2 separate regions of the Mus musculus genome follow, and region 1 is linked to region 2. The links are chromatin contacts, called in public Hi-C maps. All regions are on one chromosome and are shown on one strand. Each heading gives the region's core, a stretch centred on a gene start, on an enhancer-like site or on the middle of the called end of the contact. The rest is flanking DNA. Distances are from core to core; before and after follow the strand shown. Region 1 holds the start of LTO1 (ABCE maturation factor). Region 2 holds the start of Tollip (toll interacting protein).

The links. Hi-C and Micro-C count contacts between places; a contact is called where the count stands out from the background.
Region 1: a Hi-C map of CD4 T cells shows a contact between it and region 2, with 4 times the contacts expected there. The contact joins the promoter of LTO1 here to the promoter of Tollip in region 2. A contact is called at or near these places in 1 of 39 promoter capture datasets (pre-B cells) and 1 of 484 Hi-C or Micro-C datasets (CD4 T cells).

What each region holds. Positions count from the first base shown.
Region 1 is chr7:144,913,363-144,917,801 of GRCm38.p6, reverse strand. It overlaps LTO1 (ABCE maturation factor), which reads right to left and starts at 2,702. Exons shown (of 4, transcript NM_001357869.1): 1 at 2,473-2,702; 2 at 1,269-1,374; 3 at 122-192. The coding sequence starts at 2,564. Bc1 (brain cytoplasmic RNA 1) reads right to left here and starts at 3,332. Exons shown (of 1, transcript NR_038088.1): 1 at 3,179-3,332.
Region 2 is chr7:141,899,807-141,904,120 of GRCm38.p6, reverse strand. It overlaps Tollip (toll interacting protein), which reads left to right and starts at 1,660. Exons shown (of 6, transcript NM_023764.4): 1 at 1,660-1,845. The coding sequence starts at 1,813.

The DNA of each region.
Region 1 (4,439 bases), core at 1,453-3,952, 3.0 Mb before region 2:
AACTGATAATGCACGATAACTGTGCACACATGAGGACACTCAGAGTTCCTCCTGGCCATTGCACAGACAGTTTGCTGATGAGAGGCTGAGAGGGAAAGGAGATAGCGAGCCCCAGCCTTACCTGTCTTTTTCACCAGCGCCACTGTGTAGGAGACACTTCCATGCAAGAGCAAAACCCCGGTAGCATCCAATCTGTGAATTGAAAAGCAGCCCAGAGTGAAGGCGGTAAGCACTCAGCCACACCACACCAACTGCCAAGATCTCAAAGCACAGGCCTTGGCAGAGGGCTACCACACTGCTCCTTCAGCCATTCTGGAAGCTGTAAGTTTGGGGCAATGGAAACTGTATGCAGAAAGCCCCAGTGGGGCAGCCAGGCACCATGCTAACATTGGGAATGCCTCCTCTATATACATACTGTAGCTGGCACCCGGTCCTCGTCCAGGGTCTGTGTATAAACTACAGAGGAAAGCAGAGTGCTCAGCTTCTCGGTCTAGTTTCTCAGACTGGCTAGAAAAAGCAATGCCACTGTGCCTTGCTCTCACAGGCTACTTGCTTTGGAGTGTCATGAGGACACCTGAGCAGAGGATATCAATTAGATGGTGTGCTATCTTAGGGATAGATCCCTGGCCCAGCCAGACCTTCGGATTAGACTGGAGCCCTTCTGACACATGGCTTCTTCTGACCCTAGGTACTGTGTGACATAACCAAAGATTGTTACTTCAGAGACCCATAGATCTGTAGGGACCTGCTTTGTGGCATCAGGTATCTGACACTATCATGACCTCTTCTGCCAGTCAGGATCAGGGATCTGGAAGAGGGAGCTAAGCAAGGACAAAGACAAGGGAAGAAAAACTGTGGAGCCTATGGGATGTCACAGTGAACATGGCACACATCTGGGTGAGGCCGGAACTGGCTAAAGATATGAGACAGCGCTGTGCTACTCCATAACCAACTTTGGTGACTCTGTGCTAAGGATTTTCTGTCTGGGCGATGAATCCACACCAAAGGCCTTGTAGTGGGGAAAAGGCAAGATGCTGTGAGGAAAAGTTCAATGCCTTTGTTCTTCTCCTCAAGGCACTGTTTCAAAGCCATGGCCTTATGCATGCTGGTGCATGCTCTGCTGTTGAGCCACTTCCCCAGCCTGGTTTTTGGAGACAGGATCTCACTATCTAGCTGAGGCTTGCCTAGAGTTCCCTGACTGTTGGGATGACAGGTAAGGACCACCACACTCATCTATGAAGTCACTTCTAGGCAGCCCTCTCACTTACCTCAGACCCAATCTTGGCTCCATGTACCATGCCATACCGCTTTCCTTCAACGATCCCCAAGCTACTGCCTTCTTCATAGCCTTCCTGATATCCCTCCCCATGGAATCTGTGATAAAGAAACACACATCATCAGGCAAGATACCTCTTCCTGCCTTGTATTATCCAGATCCCACTGGACCCAGCAGTCTGGGTAGTAGGAAAAGCTTAAAACTCAAGTCACAGAATACAGCTTCTAGGTCTAGCTCTTCTACACCCTGGCCCATTACTGTGCCCATTAGTCCCATTTTTGAGGCAGTATCTCACTGTGCAGCCAAGGCTGGCCTCCAATTCAAGCAGCCCTGCCTCTAGCTCTTGAATGCTGAGATTACAGGTGTGTGCCACCATCTCCAAGAGGAGCCCTGATACATATGGGCTACATTCTGTGGCAAACACTCTACTAACTGAACTACAGCCCCAACCCCTAGAAAGCCAGGTTATCATCTGTAACTGTAGGTAGGCTACACAGATGACTACCAAACCCAGCCGAGCACCAGAACCCACAAGGAAAATGTAAAGATACAAACTCAAGCAAGCTCGGAACACACTAGGAATCTACTTTTGAAAATGTAGGTGTGAGGGTAGGTGCATCTGAGCCTACATGCCATCATAACTCAACCTGTTTGTTTCTAAAACACTCCAAGCACCCAGGACTCCTCACACCTCTGTAGAGGTACAGAAAATGTCCCCAAGATCAAGACAGTATGCCACCACTGGGATGCTCTGGGTAGGTGGGTATTATTGTGTCTAAGAGTTCAACCCTCAAACTGGCAATAAATTGCTGCCGGCGCTGTTGAAGGAATGTTCTGGAAGCCCCCATGTGAGGCAGTGAACAGCTCCCCATTTGGGGGCGTGGGCATCTGCCAGGACCCGACTCCCTAAACCGAGCCTGAGCAGTCACCCGGGGAGGTACCCAACCCACAATGAGCAGCCAGCCTGGAGAGGCCAAGATGACCTGGGCCACCGTCCCGCCCAGGCGTTCCCTGGGGACTTTTCAGGATCCAAAGGGGCCTGCCCGACATATCCATCAGCAGACCCATGAATACCGCCGTATGTGCGGCAATTAAAGGACAAGAAAAAGTGGCAGCTCGCAGATGGCGAAGGCGGGTATCCCCGAGGACTGCCCAGCAGCTGCCGGGGCGGGGCGGAGCCGGGTCTCTCTGCCCACCTCTCATCCGCCATCACGACGGCGTCAAATATGTCCTGCTCCACGGCCATGGCGGTGTCTCGGCTCTCCCCCGGCCCTCGCATTCCTTTCATTCTGTGTAGTAATCGCCAACTGGCGAGACGCGATCACAAACGCCCGGATTGTCAGAATGAAGAAGACACTTCCGTGTATGCCGCGCGGAGCAGGGCGGGTAAGGACGGCAAGCTAAAGAAGCCAAAAAAAAAAAAAAAGCCCATCCCACTGCGCATGGGTAGATGCTACATGGGCGGGGCTAGCCCGAGGGAAGCCTTGCTCCTCCTCCTTGGTACCGCTCGCTCCGTGGTGGGTGGGGCGGGTCAGGTCGCTTGGGGCACGTCGTCTGGGTCGCTCGCGGTGTCCAGACGAACCCTGCTTTTATTTTCAAAATCCAAACAGATGGGACCGAATTCACAAACGTGGGTCTTAAAGAAATGAGAAAAGTTACCAAAGATCTGGCACAGGGGCGTTCCCAGGAAATGGAGGAAGGGCCCAAGGGGCAGGCTTCAAGGAGGGAGGAGTATCCGGCATCCTCTGCTGTCACCGGACTGTCAATCACCGCATCTGTACACTGCACCGGACCCTCCCTGAGGGCTGGAAACGATTTGATACTGCGATATCCTAAAGGGCAGATAATAAATATTGCCCCCAGACATGAAAATGCCCTTGGGGGGGGGTCTTTGAAAATGAAAAAGGTTGTGTGTGCCAGTTACCTTGTTTTTTTTTGGTCTTTTTGTTATTTTGTCTTTTTTTTTTTTTTTTTTTTTTTCCAGAGCTGAGGACCGAACCCAGGGCCTTGCGCTTGCTAGGCAAGCGCTCTACCACTGAGCTAAATCCCCAACCCCGAACGCTAGCACTTGCTGCCAGTATTTAAAGCAAAACTGAAGTATTTCATACACAGTCAAGTATCAGGTGGTTCCGAAGGGCTGGCCGGCAGGAGGAGCCACTTTGTCCAAGCGCTCCAATCTCACAGGCACCCACTCTTCAAACAGCAGAAATTGAAGTTAGTTTTCTCATCATTTCCATCAGAGATACCTTCCAAAGTATAGTTTTAAAGAGTATTCCACAGTACAGTAAGTTCCTTAGGCAACAATTGCTAACAAGTTAATCAGCTCCTGTATAAAAGAGACCAGAGATACAACACTGTAATTGATGGAGGGCTGAATAAGTAAACACGCCACTTGAACTGAATTTCATCTGTGCAAATGAATCCTTAACTATAACAAAATGCTTTTTGAAAATGAGAACTACTGTGTCAGACAGAAGAGAGAAGTTTGAGTCTGGTGATGAACATGATGGCATGTTGACTGAAGAAGAGATAAGCCTGGAGAACAGCCTAGAATGTCTCCTAGGAGTAAAACTTCCGTGATAAAAATAAAATCACAAACTTCAGGAAGGATAGAGCAGTGAGCACTCGCCATGACAGGCAAGTATGGTTTCTCAGGAAAATAAAGTGAGTCCCTCACACTCTGCTCACGCTGCTCACACTGCTCATCAGAAGAGTCTACACCAAGTAAAAAGTTAACCACAAAAAGAAAAAGGAGGCCAGGTGCGGTGGCAAAGGTCTTCTTTTAATCCCAGCACTTCGGAGGCAGAGGCAGGCAGATTTCTGAGTTCGAGGCCAGCCTGGTCTACAGAGTAAGTTCCAGGACAGCCAGGGCTACACAGAGAAAACCTGTCTCAAAAAATGAAAAGAAAAAAAAAGATGTGGGTACAAAACAGATTCATCCTGGAAGCAGGGACAGTGGCCCCCACTTGTAAGCCCCATGTGGGAAGCTGAGGGAAAAGAACTGCCATGAATCTGAGGCCAACCTGGGCTACAGAGTGCATTCCAGACTGGTCTGGGCTGAAGAGTGAGACCATATCTCAAAACATAAAATATAATTGTTTAGAAATAGATGAATGAGCCGGGCGTTGTGGCGTACGCCTTTAATCCCAGCACTTGGGAGGCA
Region 2 (4,314 bases), core at 411-2,910:
CATAAGTCTAAATTAAACTCTTCTGTAAGTTACCTTGGTCTTATCCCATCAATAGAAAAGCACTACAAATCCGAGTCAAGAGTGAAGGCAACAAAGGGGACAAATACAAGATGATGAACACAGAGATGCTAAGCCTTTCATCCATTTTCTGTTACCCATAACCTCTCTGCTGAGTGGAGTCAGTACTAGCAGCAGAGCTAGTTTTCAAGTTTCTGCAAAGTAACCTAGGTGAATTTTATCATAGTCCACCTATACCAGAGTTTCTATCTGCTGCAAATCTAGTAGAAACAAGTAAGATTATGTCCAGCCACGTGATCCCCACCATGAGAGAGCTTTAAGTCAAGGAAGAACAAATGCTGTGGTTCTGCTCTGACAGACTGTGCCAGGGCTTGAACTGATTTCAGGAACGTACTGAAGCATTTTATGAGATAAAGTTTTTTCTTGGGAACAATTCCCCCTTGGTGTTGTTGGTGGTGGTGTGTGTCTTTTTTAAACTGCTTAGTACTGAAGGATTTGGGATTCATCAGAGGCCATATGTGTGGTCTTAGTCACAAGGGGATCCTATTGTGCTATCCAGATATAATTTTATACAACAGGTTGTCTGCTGCATGTTTAGACACAAGTCACAGGTTTTGTCTATAACCAAGAAGAAAGGATTGAGCAGGGATGTGGACACCAGGAGAGATCAGGGGTCTCTTTAAAACTCTGTCTGCCACAATGGATAGTCTTTTGTGTCTTAGCTTTATCAGCATAGAGATGACAGTTTGGGCAACAGGAGCTAGAGACCGGTGAGAACTGGATATAGATCAGTGTCCAGGAACAGAGCCCAGATGCAGTCCCATGTTATGCCAAGGTAGAGACTGTCACTAGAGTTGGAAGATGTAATCTTAAAGATGAAAGGAACACAAGAGAACATGGTGTGAGTGAGGAAATGTTCTTGGTACTCCTAGACAGTACCAAGTCTATTGCCGCACAAGTAAAAGGGGACCTACAGACTGGTGACCACCATAGGGTAAACTCCTTATAGGAACTACCCTGGTTCTATCTGGCCAAGTATTCTTCTGAAGAGAGTGCTCTGAAAAGGCAAGAGTGGGTGGCCCGGGTTTCCTAGGGACAGATCTTCATCTCTCCATTCATTTAGCAAATCCAAGGCTGGTGGAAGTTTTCCGTCCCACTCTTGTCTCTCCTTCAGCTTGGTTTCTTCTTTTAAAATTTAAATATAAATGTTCTCCCTCCCACAGAATTTTGAGGTAATTCAAGAGCTTGAGGGTAGCTGGTTCTACTGCCATCTGTTTTTTTTTTCGCTCAGGCAGCCAAACCTCAGTTTTCTCCAAGCGGATCACGCACCTGCAAGCGGTGGTATCACAGCTATCTCCAGTTAGGTGACTAGACGCTGTGGCAACTCGACCGAATTGAGATGTGCGTCCCTGTTCTAGGTGTATGCGACTGGGTGAGCAGGCTTCTGCCCGCAGGAGAGTGTTCAGGTTTAGGCATGCGCAAACAGTCTGACAGCCATTTTAACGGGCTGCTGAGCGCCCGAAGGGAGCCACTGCGCAGGCGTGTACGGGAGACCCATTTCCCCCTGAGGTCGGAACACGCGTGCGCGGATTAGCCGGAAGGGGCGGGGCCAGCTATTGCCAAGCTCTGTGCTTTGGGAACGCCGGGGTGGGGCGGGGCGGGGCGACTGTCAGCTGACTGAAGAGCCGATTGCCTCGCGGGACAACGGTCGGCGACGCAGCTTGTGGTGGGAGCGGAAGAGCTCTCCCGGCGGGTCTCTGTGCAGTTGGCGAGGCAGAGGGCCGCCGCAGCACCATGGCGACCACCGTCAGCACGCAGCGCGGGCCGGTGAGTGCTCTGGGCCAGAGCCTGGCTGGGGCAGTGGAGCCTGGGGTCGGACTCCTCAGTCTTTTACGGGGCCCCTCGCGGGTTGCTCTTCCGTCCCGGGGCTTCGCGGGTCCTACCTTCGGGTACCCACCCGGAGCAGCGACTCTCGTCTATCGGACATCTGGGGTGGAGGAAGGCAGAATTTGATGGTTCCCCAGATGCCCACGGGCCCTGAAGCTCCTGGCCTCCTTCATGGAGAGGGATCCTGACTCCCGTGGTCCTCCTGGGTGGAGGCCCTGAATAGGGTTCCTCTACACAGAAGAAACCTTACCCCATTGGTCCCCAGATGGAGTGGGACCCCGACTTCCCTTAGTTCCTCAGATAGAAAGGGCCCTGAACCCCTTACGTTCTCAGATCTATCACCTGCTTGGTCTCCCAGATGGACACAAGCCCTGACTCTTGGTCTCCCAGATTGAGAGTGGTACTGACTACATTAATTTCCCAAACTGAGAGGTGCCTTGGTTCCCCGTCTCTCAGAGGAGTGGAGTCGGACACCTTTGGTCCCCCAAAGGAGAGAGATAACCTGGTCTCCTTGGTTTCAGAAATGGTGAAAGATCCCACTTTGTAGTCTGTCCTTACTTGTGACAGTTTCCTCTTCTCCCTAACATCTATAGAAAATAGGGTACTACCTCTTGAGCTTAGTTAGTGGCTACCTTTTCAAGCCTCAATTTCTTCATTTATAAACGAGGAGAGGGGAGCAGAGAACTTGGAAGACCCAACAGGGTTGTCTCTTCAGGATTGTCTTGGGTTCTATTATACTACCTGTCTCACCTCCCCTAGTGTGTATGGCCTCCCAGTAGCTCCCTGAGACTGGTGTGGGTGGGATGTTGTTAGCCAACTGTGGCTGTGTGGAGTAGAACATTGTTCTGATCAGCACCTCAGTGCCTTTTCCCCTGAAGTTAATATTGAGTGTGCCTGCAAAGCCTGTGGTTTCCCAGAGTTTTTTCACCCTGACAGCTTGGTGTTGATTGTGTGTGTGTGTGTGCGTGTGTGTGTGTGTGTGTGTGTGTGTGTGTGTGTGTGTAACAGGTAACTCCTTGGGATAGATTACTGATTTCCTGACTTTGAAGAAAGCCTCAGGCTTGTTAGATGCTTTTTAGGAGGGCTTTGAAGCCAGATCTCCTGAGCCACTGTCAAACTTGGATGGAGATTTCCAATGTTGGAGTTACTTTCATGTTCATCAACCCTTCTTCATCCTCACGGTGTCTCAGCAAACTATAGAAGATTGATGGTGGCTGCCAGAGGAGAAAGGGAGACAGAGCTTTGCCCTTTTCATATCCCCTGCCAAGTGGACACATGGCCAAGGAGAGTGGACCCTTTCTTACCGTGTGGTCTGAGAGTGTCCTTATCTCTTGTGGTTCAGGCTGAGTTTGAATTCATCTGATGGTGAACTCCATGTCTGTCATGAGTAAGAAGCTATCTTTCCCTGTTGCTTAGAGAAACTCTGGTGTTGTACAGAGCTGCAATAACCTACACAGTGATGAGTAATTGGGAGTGTCAGATGATGTTGATACTAGCAGAATCTGTGGAGTCAAATCCTGACGTTTGATCTTTCTACTTGCCCAGAGTTCCTGGGAGAATGTAGTCATAGAAATACAACATAGACAGCTGAGTGGTTTTAGGTTTTCATGACTTGTAACTTTGGGCTGTAAGAACTTGTCATAAGTGACGGGTATCTCAAGGTTTATTTGGGATATGCATATCTTCATCATAGTATTAGTGGTCACAATATTTAGAGTAACTGGACACTGAGCCACAGGTGTGGAGCACAGGGACACAGCTATGCATCGTAACTTATGTAAGCCAGAGAATGACAGTCACCATCAGATCTGTGCTCTTTCCAGTGACTTGATGTGGGAGGACTGCATGGGCCATAGCCAGGGTCTCTGTAGAATAGAAGGCCTTGAACTTCATCTGGGAAGTGCTATTTCTTAGAGTGCAGACCTTTTTCAGTTTTCAACTTTTCACTGGCCACTTCACCTGGAATGATATACTCATCTACCTCTGGATTCACTAATATTTGAAAAGCTTTTAGCCAGTTGTCAAGGTCTAGTAGAACTGCCAGAGTGTGGTATGCTTCTCTGCTATTCATATCACACTCAGGGTTGTATGAACCCTAAGTGAACCAAGTGCTGCTTCTAAACAGATGAAGTGCATGCATTTGGTCAGTGCTGGGTCCTGCAAGCAGCCTTCTTTGTGTAGTCCAACCGGGATTAGACCATGGCCCAGTGTCTCCATCCTATGAACCTGGACTTAGGCTTGGGCAGTTGACTCTGTAGCTGACCTTTACCTCTGAGGAGTGGAAAGGACTGACAAGAGTATCTTGGCAGGCTATAAAAGGCAGAGGACAATCTCATCAGGGTGAGGAGGGCTCTCTGTCCTTGGTTAAGGGTTTAGGTGGGCAGGTATGAGGACAGATAGCCGCACCTA